Linked DNA regions of Mus musculus: region 2 is linked to region 1. Evidence: chromatin contacts called from public promoter capture Hi-C data. All regions are on one chromosome and are shown on one strand. The core of a region is the stretch at or near the end of the contact, and the rest is flanking DNA. Distances in the headings are between cores, read along the strand shown. Region 1 holds the start of Ybx2 (Y box protein 2). Region 2 has its middle 23 kb from the start of Slc16a11.

Region 1 (6,125 bases), core at 804-3,303:
CCACCATGTGGTTGCTGGGATATGAACTCAGGACCTTTGGAAGAGCAGTCAGTGCTCCTACCCACTGAGCCATCTCACCAGCCCCCAGTTTCTTAATCTTAATACAAAAAGGGCTCACCTCCGCTTGTGGGCTTCCTCTCGTTCTCCCACTCATTATTCAGCCCACATCTGAACTCCTCCGTACCTTTGACACCTTTCTGAGTCTTCTGTTACAGCAGTGAGATTGCTTTCCTCAACTAGGATCTCTCTCTTTTCGGGGTCAGGGTTAGAGTTAGAAGCTTTAACAGTATAAGGAAGCGGTCATTTCTGCGCACCTACTGCCTCCCTGGAGACTTGGTTCTTTTCTTGTCTCTTCTCTTTTTGTATTCACTCTGCCTGATGCCCTAAAAATTCCAATCCTCAGCTCTTAAAGGACCAGAGGGGTGCGGTGGGCAAGTTTGCTGTTGAAATTATGACTAGGTGGACCCCAGGAGAGGCCAGCAGAGGGCGCGCTGGGACAGGGAGAGAGATCATACGGGGCTATCCGCGTAGCGGGCACCGCCAGAGCTCACTTGGGGAGCGCGGACAAACTCAGCGGCTCACTCGTGCTACTCCCAGTGGGATAAATATGATCTCTGTTTAGTGTCGCCCATGTCCTCTCATGTGAAGGAGGCGGCCCTCGGAAAGAGTGACTTAGAGCCGTCTGCAGATTGGGAACCAACACTTATTCTGATCGGTGATGCGTTGTTCCAGGTGCTGAGACAAAAGAGTTACTGCTGTGGCGTTTACTGCCTAATGTGTGTTCAGAACATTAAAGGAAATAAAGGGTCAAAACCATTTCATATTTTTTAAAAAGTCACGATAAGATAGGTTAGTTGATACTTGAAGAGACACTCCTCCCACCCCCGGCCACGAGACGCAAAGATAGCAAGTTTTAAGCAAACAGCTTATACAAAGCTGGTCCTGCAATCCTGAACCTAAGAAAATCTGAAGTACTTGATGGGAGACACCAGAACTGCGGCAAGAGGGTCAGGAGGCCAGAGAAGGCTTAAAAGGACTTTCCTGGAGCAAAAATAACGAACTTTAGTTTGTTTAACACATGAGCTCTACCTGGCCTCAACTAGTGAATCTTCCTTCCTTGGCTTTCAGAGTGCTGGAATTACAGGTGCTATCTACCATACATAACCTATAAAGAAGGTATCTTAGGGTGTTGGCTACATGTATGGATATTTTATTAAAACTAAGAAAAGAGCTGCGCTTTGTTCTAAATCTGTAAATGTTGCTTTGTTTCTTTTTTTCTCATTTCTTGAGACATTGCCTCTCAGTGTAGCCCAAACTGTCCTGGAACTCACTATATGATCCAAGCTGACTTCGAACTCAGTAAGGCTGCACTGGGGAGGCGAAAGCAAGAGGATCAGGAGCTCAAGGCCAGGCTGTGCTACACAGACCTTGTTTCAAAACATAAAAACGAGAGGTTTCTGCTTGTGACAGCCACTGTGCCTGCCCTGGAGTGTGCGTGGACGTTCTGTGTGGGAAGGTACCCAGGGCGGTAGTGGGTGGAGAGTTCGGGCACCGACCGTCTGAAGAGTGGAGGTCAGCGGGCCCCCCTCACTGCAGAACCGCGGCTGCCGGCCGCTACCCCCACCCGGGTCGTCAGGGGCAACCTTGGAGGCTCGCCCCGGCCCCGCCTTGCGCACAGAAACCAGGTGGCCGTTGAGGCGCCACCAGCCGGTTTGATTTCCCGCGGCCGGTGGAAAGGGGCGGAGGGGGAGGGGAAATGAGCCATTAGCCAATGGGCTGGGCCGAGGGCATCACGTGGCGGCGGGGAGGTGGGGCTCAGGTGTACTTACGGAGTTGCGGGAGGGGGCCGCAGCTTTAGAGCGGAGTCCGGGAGGCGGGGCTGGCGTGCGGGCCTGGGGGGCTGCGCGGCTACGATTGGCCGGCGGCCGGGAGGCGGGACCTGAGCGCGCCGCTTCAGCCGACTGCGATTGGCCTCGGCTCAGGGCCCGCGGCAGGCGTGCGGGCGAGGCTCGGGGCGCGAGGACCGAGCCGGGTGGCCGGTCCGCGAGCCGGGGGGAGGGGCCGGGGTGGTGGTGGTGGCAGCGGCGGAGGAGGCGGTGGCGGCGGGGGCCGGTACTGGACCCGGCGGGATGAGCGAGGCGGAGGCGTCAGTGGTGGCGACAGCGGCCCCCGCGGCGACGGTGCCCGCGACGGCGGCGGGGGTGGTAGCGGTGGTGGTACCGGTGCCCGCGGGAGAGCCGCAGAAAGCAGGCGGCGGGGCGGGCGGCGGGGGCGGAGCCGCCTCTGGCCCCGCTGCTGGGACCCCCTCAGCGCCCGGCCCTCGCACCCCTGGCAACCAGGCGACGGCGGCCTCGGGGACTCCCGCGCCCCCGGCCCGGAGTCAGGCGGACAAGCCGGTGCTGGGTGAGGGGGGGGCACGCGCTAGGGCGGCTCTCAGGGTCGGCGGGCTGGGGGAGGGGCAGCGGGGTCTGGAAAGCCGAAGGTAGGCCTGGCCCGAAGGACTAATCATAACTAGTCCCGGAGCTGCCGAATAAACTATTAGTGGATTCCGCTGGAGGGAAATCTTGCCGCACCTTCATGAGCCGGAGGGCGGGGCAGGCAGGTTCAGCTAAGGCTTTGGGTAGGAAAATAAAAACCTCCGGGTCTGGCCACACCCCTGTTTGCGGGATACTTGGTGTAGTTGACTCCGGTTCTTGTTAGGTAAACCTCTGAGCTTGGGAGGCAGGTGGATGGGGTCTCTTAAATTTAGGAGGGCTAGAACGGCTGTTGAGTTTTGACCCTGAGGGTGGACCAGGTGAGTACCCGGTTCTAGGTGAAAGACCTGAACTCCGTAGGATGTGAGGAACGTGGGTTTGAGAGCCTGAAACCCCCCTGTGTGTTTTTCCACTTAGAAAGAGGGTTAAGAGTACTTTGACACTTCCAGCGAAGTCTGGTTGACTCGCAGCTTATTAGGGAGGCAGGTTAGGTTTTAGCTTAGTTTTCTCTCAAAACTCAGCCCAACTCCCGTCTCTTCCCCCATCTTACTATCCCCACTGCATCTCTGCCTGGCAGCAATCCAAGTCCTGGGCACAGTCAAATGGTTCAACGTCCGGAATGGTTACGGATTCATCAACAGGTATCCGAGGAACCCAGGGAGGGGGAGGAACGGGTGTCTTTTTCCGAACTGACCTGTGGGATTGGACACCTTATTTCATCTCTACCCCTGCCAAGGCACATGGTTGTGATGTCCAGCTGAGGCTAGTTGAAAGTCTTTAACCACAACACAAATGTATGCTTACTGGCAAGGAGAGGCTGCACCCACATCTTCAAGGGCAGCAGAGGCTTAATGATCCAGGAACTTGGCAAACCTGCCCCTGACCTTCCCAGCTCTTCTGTCTCACCTTCTGGAGTTGCTGCATTATTTTTAGCATGCTGTGTGCCTTTGGGGTAGAATGTTTGGGGCTCCTGGTTGGAGTCCTCACTGATTTCCTGGTTTAGGGCAACACTACTGGCACCCTCACAACTTCTATCCCTTAAAGAGCTGTGGCTCATTTGAACCACGCACCACCCACCCCTAAAGGATAGAACTGAAGCTGGTGTGTGCGGAGCAAGAGAGCGCCTGCCCAGGCTGAGAAGGCTTTGCTTCAGCTGCAGCCCCACCCCTTCCAAGCTCTGGGAAAGGCTGGAGCAGATTCTGACCTAGTAGAGCCAGCACCCCCCCCACACACCCCACCCCCCGCCCCCTACTCTGGCCTTCCCCTGCTCAGGCACCCTGCCCAGCCAAGCCCTCCTGGGAGCCTCAGTTCCCTCTTTACAGGCTGACCTTTGTGCAGATCCAAGTTCTTTAAAACTAGAACATTTGTTCTAGGGATGGCAGCTTCCTGCAAGGAGTCCTCCTCTCCCCTGTCCTGGGACTAAACCAGAGTCATAGGCAAGGTGGTGACAGAGACTGAGAGTATGTCCTTTCGCCCTTGTTCAGCTTGTGTGGAGAGCTTGTGGTTCTCTAGGCTAAGGGCGGCTAAGGCTTTGTGTCTGGTTGCAGAATGCTCCTAATGTCGTGTTCTCTTCTCACAGTTGTATACCCCTGTCCCTGTCCCTGCTTTCTCCCTCCTTGAACATAGAAGGAAGGAGCCTGTGGAATTTTCCAACCCCAACAGGGGTTGGAGGGAGAAGGGGACATTGGCCAGGGACGGTTGGACCTGGCACCAGCAGGTTCTGAGGTGCCTCTGGGGTAGAAGGTGACGCTGTCCTGGCTCCTTCAAGGTGCCTTTACCACCACCTCCTACCTTTTCTTAGGAAGTCCACGCCCCTCACTGTGGATTTACAGTGGGCCTCTCTTTGTACCAGCTTTTAGAGCCCTGGTGGCTTGCTGTTCTTGCTCCCAGGGTCCCATCATGCCCCCAGGAACTGGGGTAGTGGAGAGGCTGGGCCCATCTTGGGGATGGGCAGCTAGGGAGGCCTCGGTGGAACTGAGTGCCTTGCCCATCACCCCCTTAACAACCCATCCTGTTCTGCAGGAATGACACCAAGGAGGATGTCTTTGTTCACCAGGTAAGAGCTAGGCTGCCTTTCTGAGGGGAGGCTTCTCCCTCTCTGGAAGCCTTTGCCATAACCCTAGCTGCACACAATGTATTTCTCTGGCTCCTCACAGTAGCCTGCCTATAGCTGGCTTCCCAGCTGCCTCAGGTGCCTGTATGAACCACCATTAACCCAACTTTCATTGAGTTGCTAAACAGCTGTCAGAGGTGTGTGTGCTGCCCTCAGGGCATGGCATGCCCACCACCTCCTGGGACCTGTTAACACCACAGGAAGGAATCAGGCAATTTTCTGAGGGAAAGGCCAGAGACACTTGGGTGCAGTGAGTCTCAGTGTGTTCTGTGGGCCAGCAGCAGCATCACCTGAATCCTCAGGCCCCGCCCCAAGCCACTGAATTAATCCGCCTCGGGGCGGGGCGGGGCCTGGGCACTCAGTTTTGACCCGCTCCCAGGTGATTCTGATGCTAGTTTGAGAACCACTGCTGTGGTGGAAGTGCTCGGTGGGATCGAGGTAAGAAGCACAGCACGTTTCACCCACTTTGCAACTTGAGATGTTCTTCAGCCTGTTTTGCTCCTGAGTTCCTACTGCCTCCATGTCTTGAAGTCCTTGAGGGGTACAGTGGGGAGGAAGGACATCTTGGGGATAGCGGCTCCCTCAGACCTCTAGCTCTTGACTTTGCCCTACTAATATATCTCTGTCTTGTGGAGCTGTGCTCCAGGCCCTCCCCCTCCCCCTTTGACCATTTTCATGCTCTGCCCTCCAGCCCTAGACTCCAATAAAATGTCACCAAGAGTGGAGTTGGGTGGAGGCTGAAGCTGGTCCAAGGGATCCTGGCTTTGCTGCCCTCACCTTTCTCATGACTTTTCCCCCCAACCAGACAGCTATTAAGAGAAACAACCCCAGGAAGTTTCTGCGGAGTGTTGGAGATGGGGAGACTGTGGAGTTTGATGTCGTGGAAGGAGAGAAGGTTTGGGTGCTGCTGTGGGGTGGAGTTGGCCAGAACTGTGGGAGGGTGGCCTGGAGGTCAGCCGAAGCTCTGGCCCTCCTGGGACCAGCTCTGCCTCTGCCTGTGAACGCTAGAGCTGCTCTAGGACATGTCCTAAAGAACCCATCCCTGTCACCAGCCAGTAACATGTGGGTTTCTTCTCTTTAGTTCACCAAGCACTTCCATGTCTGTTTTCTACACGGGACCCCAGCCCTAACAGGACCCTCAGTCAGTCCTCTGGAATGAAGGAGGGACAGTGGCTCTCTCTATCTCATCCTGTCCTGTCTTTACACTCTGGGGGGAATGTGGCAGTTATTTCTAAGGACAAGTTGTTTCTTCTCAGATGGGTACAAACTCTTTCTGCTGCCCCTCGGGGGAGGGGACAAAGGAGGAGTGGTTTTGAGGAGTGATAGGGTAGAGGACTTGGGCCTGAAGAAGTGGGACACCAGTGATCTGGCAGGTTTGTAAGTACTGTGTGTGTGTGTGTTGTCAGAACAGGTTCTGATTGCTCCCCCTCTACCTCCCCAGGGTGCAGAAGCTGCTAATGTCACTGGGCCTGGGGGGGTACCAGTGAAGGGCAGCCGCTATGCCCCTAATCGACGTAGGTTCCGGAGGTTCATTCCTC
Region 2 (5,746 bases), core at 3,206-5,705, 260 kb after region 1:
AGAGGGCATGGGTTTGTTTGCAAGCACTAAACGGTGGCTAAGCCACCATTGTAACAACTGTGTGTACATCCAGCCTCTGCACGTACGCAACACACACATGCACAATTTAGAACAAATCTATTCTTAAAAATCTCCTGACAAAAAGCAACAGAGATCTGCATGTCTATCTCCTAAACACTGGGATTAAAAGTGGTCCACTAAGCCTGGATTTCAGTTTTTCTTCACCTGGAACTTGCTCTGTGCTAGACTGGCCTTGAACTCAGAGATCTGCTTATCTTTGCCTTCTGGGATTAAAGGCTAGTATCTAAACGTAGTTGGTGGGATCTTGCCCCAAGGTCACCACTCCCTTAATTCAATTTAATATCTGAGAACACAGGATTCAGCTCCATCTCACTTCCTGGTGCCCCTTTAATACTTGAACCATATAATTTATATTTTCCCTTCCTCGGCTTGCTATGCTAGCTTAAAATGCTCTTCATGAGACTCAACCAGAAAACAAAATCTATGAAGGTTGTTTCTGAGACGTTGTCAATACAATTAACCCGAGTCTCTTCAGCTTAGCCTCAGGCAGACTCTTTTTTTTTTTTTTCTTTCTTTTTTTTTTTTTTTTGGTTTTTAACTCACTTTGTAGACCAGGCTGGCCTTGAACTCAGAAATCTGCCTGCCTCTGCCTCCTGAGTGCTGGGATTAAAGGTGTGAGCCACCACGCCCAGCTCTCAGGCACACTCTTAAGACAAGGGCAATAAAAAAAAAAAAAGTAATCACATTCTTCACCAAAATACCACAAAACAGCCTTTAGGTCATGCATTGAAATTCTCCACTGAAACCTCTTGGGCCAGGTTCTTAGAATTTAAATCACTCTCAGTGACAAAGTCTTCCTTATGCCTACTAGGATAACCCATTAAGTCCCATTTAAAGTAATCCACTGCTTTCCAAATCCAAAGTCCCAAAATCCACATTCCTCCAAACAAAGGCAATGGTCAGGCCTATCACAGCAATACCCTGTTGGTCCCTGGTACCAACTTCTGTCTTAGTTAGGGTTTTGCTGCTATAAACAGATAACTGTGACCAATGAAAATCTTATAAAGGACAACATTTAATTGGGGCTGCCTCACAGGTTCAGAGGTTCAGTTCATTATCATCAAGGCGGGAGCATGGCAGTGCCCACGCAGGTATGGTGCAGGCAGAGCTGAGAGTTCTACATCTTCATCTGAAGGCTCCTAGGAGAAGACTGGCTTCCAGGCAGCTAGGATGAGGGTCTTAAAGCACCCACAGTGATATACCTACTCCAACAGGGTCACACCTTCTAAAAGCACCACTCCCTGGGCCGAGAATATTCAAACCATTACAACCAGTTTCATGGCAGGCACTGGGCATTGGGCCTTGTGCCTCCTGCTTCTCCCCAATGATGAGAATCCATTCACATCTTATAGTCAGGGCTCACATAGGTTCTGAGGAAAGGAATGACACGGGTTAACAGAATCTGAAGGAAATGTATGAATCATTTCAGTAGAAAGGAAGACAAGTCACTCGCTCTGGTGCCACCGGAATTCTTAGGCTTTGAAATGTCGGAATGAGTCATAACTGGTCATGTTTTATAAGTTAAAAAGCACTTCAATTGTGTATTATTCACAGGGTGCATGATTACTTCACGGGGGTGGACAGAAACAATTTATCGCCATTTGACAGACCGGTTGCTGAATAAGAGAGGAAGGCCATTAAACAAAACACAGCAAGTGGTGAGCAACGCCCCGCCCCGCGCGCATGCGCGCAAGATCAGTTTTCTACAGGGTGATTTGCACTGACCGTGGCAAGCTAGCCATTCGTTATGCTTTGGATACTGCTCAAATGTGGTCCCTCAGGGCTCAGGCGTTGGGGGCTTGGGCCCTGAGGTGGGATGACATTTAAGGGGCAATGTCAAGCAGGCGGTAGGTAGGCCATTGAAAGCTCTGGATTCACAAAGAACTAATGCTGTTATGAGACAGTGAGTTGGTTCCTACGGGAGTGGGCGTTAGAAAAGAGCAAGCCTGACCTTTGCATCTCTCTGGTTTCCTGTATCGTCACCACGTGATTGCTCTCGCACGCGATCACACCACCCTGCGCTCATCTGTCACGGATCCTTCTGGAAAACGCAGCCAGTAGCAGCCCTTTGCCCTTCAGCCTCTAAAGCCATGAGCTAAGTAGGACTCTTGAATTTATAAAATTCCCTGGCTCATATACCTTTTAAAGCAAAAGAAAATGGATGGATTCACTCTCTCTTTAGAACACTAAGGGATAGCTACAACCATTAACATCAGCCGAGTCTAAAGAGTACACACATACCCTAAACATACCTAAGCATGGAGAACTGAAACTAAGAATGGAGAGAGAATGTTTCAGAAAGTCACATAGGACACATATAAACTAAGTAGCTTTTAACCTTGGTTAAAAAAAAATTGTAATCATATCTGTTGCAAAAAATCAAAACCCCCTAAAACCCATTGTTTCTTTGTATCAGCAAAGCTCAGCAAAGAGGCTGAGCTCTCCTCCTCTTTTTCTTCCTTCCTTCTTTCCTTCCTTCCTTCCTTCCTTCCTTCCTTCCTTCCTTCCTTCCTTCCTTCCTTCCTTTTTCTTTTCAAGACAGGGTTTCTTTGTGCAGCCCTGGCTATCCTGGAACTCACTCTGTAGACCAGGCTGTCCTTGAACTCAGAAATCTGCCTGCCTCTGCCTACCAAGTGCTGGGATTAAAGGCGTGCGCCACCATGCCCCGAGCTCTCCTCCTCTTGAGGCTCTGCTGACTGCAATGAGACCACAAGAACAGAAGTGATCTCTTTGCCCTTTGGCTACCTCTGTTCATCTCAAAAACATTTCCTGTTCCGCCTCACTGCTATGGAGTCCACACTGAGGTCTTAATCCAATTCTCAGTATAGGTTGGAATCCTTCCCTTTTGTTTTCGCTGTCCTCTGCCACCACACACACAGCAGGATTTTCCTTTTCTTAATTATTTAATTTTGTGCACCTGAACATTTTGCCTGTAGGTGTGTGTACTGTGTGCATGCCGGTGACTGCGGAGATCAGAAATCCCTGGAACTGAGGTTGCAATGAGCCTTCATGTAGATTCTGGGAATTAGATCTGGGTCTTCTGCAAGAGCAGCAAGGGCTCTAAACCACGGAGCCATCTCTCTTCTTTAAAGGTCATGTCATGTCCATCACTCTTACCAAAGTCAGAGGGAAAGCCAGGCATGGTGGTGGTGCACTTCTTTAATCCCAGCTCTCAGGAGGCAGAGGCAAGAGGATCTCTGAATTAGAGGCCAGCTTGGTCTATATTATGAGCTCCAGGACAGCCAGGACTACATAAAGAGACCCCATCTCAGGAAAAAAAAAAGGGGGGGGGTGGCAAAGAAAAATTACGTTTCATACAGTCTGAGTTTTCCTATTTGATGCTCACACTAGCTTCCGTGCCTGGAGTTGGAAGCCGGTTCTCCCGACTTTGTAACAGCCAGACCATGCCTTTTATGAATGTCAGCATAGGAAGCAATGAGTCACACTCTGGATCTTCCATTTAGAACCAGAGGAGGCCCCACTCCTCTAAGCAGAAGTGATCCACTGCACGCATGCTCACAGCCCTCTCCTTGGCTACCATGGGCATGTGGCCCCACTAGTCCACCAGAGCGAGCCTGCTCACCTTTTTGACAATGACCTCTAGCTCACATTTTCAAGTTTTATTCTATTTACTTATATAATGTGTTTATTTTTATTCTCTCTAAAATTCAAGTCACTAAATTCCACGTGGGCCTCATTCTGCCACTTCTTATTGCTGATTTGTCTTGCCTAGTCTTGTGTGTGTTGTGTGTGTGTGTGTATGGAGAGACAGAGAGAGAGAGTCAGAGACAGAGACACAGAGACAGAGACACAGAGAGAGCATTGTGCGTTTCTGAGCTGTAAACGCTTGGTTCTAGAAATCTGTCTCTTTAAAAGTTGTCAAGAAAGCTTTGATGGAATCTTCCTCCAGAGAGGGCTCATGCTTGCTTCAGCCGGTGCCTGGGACCTGTCCAATCTGGCAGGACCTTACTATAGATGCTCTGCCATGGGTATCTGGGATCTCAGATGTGTCAGATGGGTGGGCCCTGATCTGATTTGGAGTGGGCATTTCCAGTTATGTAGTCACTGCTGTTGCTGCTGCTGCTGCTGTTGCTGTTTTTTGAGATAGTTTCTCTATGTTACCCTGGCTGGCCTGGAACTTATGTGGACCCAGGTGGCCTCAAATTCACTGAGATCCACCTACCACTCCGTCTCCCAAGCGCTGGGGTTAAAGCACGTGTCTCCACACCCGGCACTAGTTCTGAATTTTTATGATATGGCTTGTCTTTCTCTGCCCAGTGGTGGGGATAAGGCAAACAGGTTTCTTTTGCCCACTCTGTAGTCATTTCTGAACTTTCTATCATCAGCCAGCCTCCATCTTGTCTTTCATAAGCCACATGGGAATGCCCTTGGCTCCACTGTGTTCGTGGGCTCTTATGCCCCAGCCTCTGTGGCTTGTGATTCATGCTTTAGACAAAAAAAAAAAAAAAAAAAAAAAAAAAAATCCCACTGCTTTCTTTATAGCTGAGTTGCTAACTTAAACGGCACTTTTCTTTCTTTTTAACCTACCTTAGGTAGTTCTGCAGTAGGAGGGTTCCAAGAAAGTTAGTTGTCCTGTTGTTAGCATAGGGAATTAAAGGTACTGTTTTACGCGTACAGGGCTTGTATTCAGCCATCTTGTAAAATTTTATTAATTCTGCTATTTTATACTATATATATATATATATATATATAGATTAGTTTATGTACCTTATATTTTTATATTTCCTAGGTGTGTAGTCTATAATTATGTATTTTTATACTTACTAGAATTTCTAGAAATTGTTGATGAATAGAAGGTATGTGGAGCATCGTGCTTATTTTTTATTTAAGTTCAGTAGATTTGGTAATTTCTTCTTTTTAAGGAAATTACCTCTATTGATTTAACAAATTTCCTAATAGACCTAGTTTAGTTAGTTCTATTCTTTCTTACTAAAAAATTTCCTTAAAAATTCATTATTTTATTTTATGCGTGTGTCTTGCCTGCATGTATATCTATGGATCACACATGTGTAGTGCCCATGGAGGCAGACGAGGCCGCAGATCCCCTGGCACTGAGCTGGAGTTACAGATGATTATGAGCTGTGAGGTGGGTGCTGGGACTGAACTTGTGTCCTTCCCAAGAGCAACCAGCAGTCTTAGCCACTGCATTCTCTCTCCAGCCCCTTGTTCTTTTAATCAGACCATGGCTGCTGAAACCCATTCAGCACCTCAGAATTTATTGGTTTGGCGCTACATCTAATTTTAAAACAAGTCTTGCTGTTTATCCTTCAACTCCGGTCCTAACTATCAAGGCTGAAGCTGAGGGTACTGGAGGGGGAACCCCAAGGATGACCAGTGTTAATATGATGAAGGATTCTGAGTTGCTGGTTAAGGAATTAGGACTCTGTACTAAGGGCAGAACTGACTACTGAAAAACTCACTTTGTGGCAGTAAAGAGTTTGGACTGTAGAGTCCGGCTGGAGGCCAAGAGACCATTGGGAATGTGGCTGTTGTTGTCTAGGCCAGGAAGAGACACATTATGGTTGCTACATTGTTGCCCATTTCCTGCCTCTGAGGTCAGGTTCTTCCTAATACAACAGTTACTTAAGACTCTGGATGTGTGTGTGTCGGGAGAGGGCAGAGTTGGTCATTTATTATCAGAGAA

Evidence for each region. Promoter capture Hi-C pulls out the DNA fragments that hold promoters and counts their contacts.
Region 2: a contact with region 1 is called in a promoter capture Hi-C map of macrophages, with 5 read pairs. The contact joins the enhancer-like site here to the promoter of Ybx2 in region 1. A contact is called at or near these places in 29 of 39 promoter capture datasets (the 3T3-L1 cell line, 3T3-L1-derived adipocytes, the C10 cell line and 17 more), 2 of 15 datasets of contacts at CTCF or cohesin (the NIH/3T3 cell line and embryonic stem cells), 42 of 484 Hi-C or Micro-C datasets (3T3-L1-derived adipocytes, the AML12 cell line, B cells and 22 more), 12 of 115 datasets of contacts at active chromatin or transcription factors (the SCID.adh cell line, astrocytes, bone marrow-derived dendritic cells and 8 more) and 2 of 9 other capture datasets (liver and macrophages).

Annotation. Positions count from the first base shown.
Region 1 is chr11:69,933,846-69,939,970 of GRCm38.p6, forward strand. Ybx2 (Y box protein 2) reads left to right here and starts at 2,054. Exons shown (of 9, transcript NM_016875.3): 1 at 2,054-2,403; 2 at 3,052-3,115; 3 at 4,497-4,530; 4 at 5,393-5,482; 5 at 6,029-6,125. The coding sequence starts at 2,130.
Region 2 is chr11:70,187,861-70,193,606 of GRCm38.p6, forward strand. No RefSeq gene overlaps it. Among named protein-coding and RNA genes, the nearest start is that of Slc16a11, 23 kb to the right of the region's middle. Within about 2 kb of position 4,456, at least 50 of the 459 cell types and tissues checked have an H3K27ac peak or open chromatin away from gene starts, as enhancers often do. A contact at or near this core is called in the C2C12 cell line, CD8 T cells, the NIH/3T3 cell line and 3 more, where this site is marked.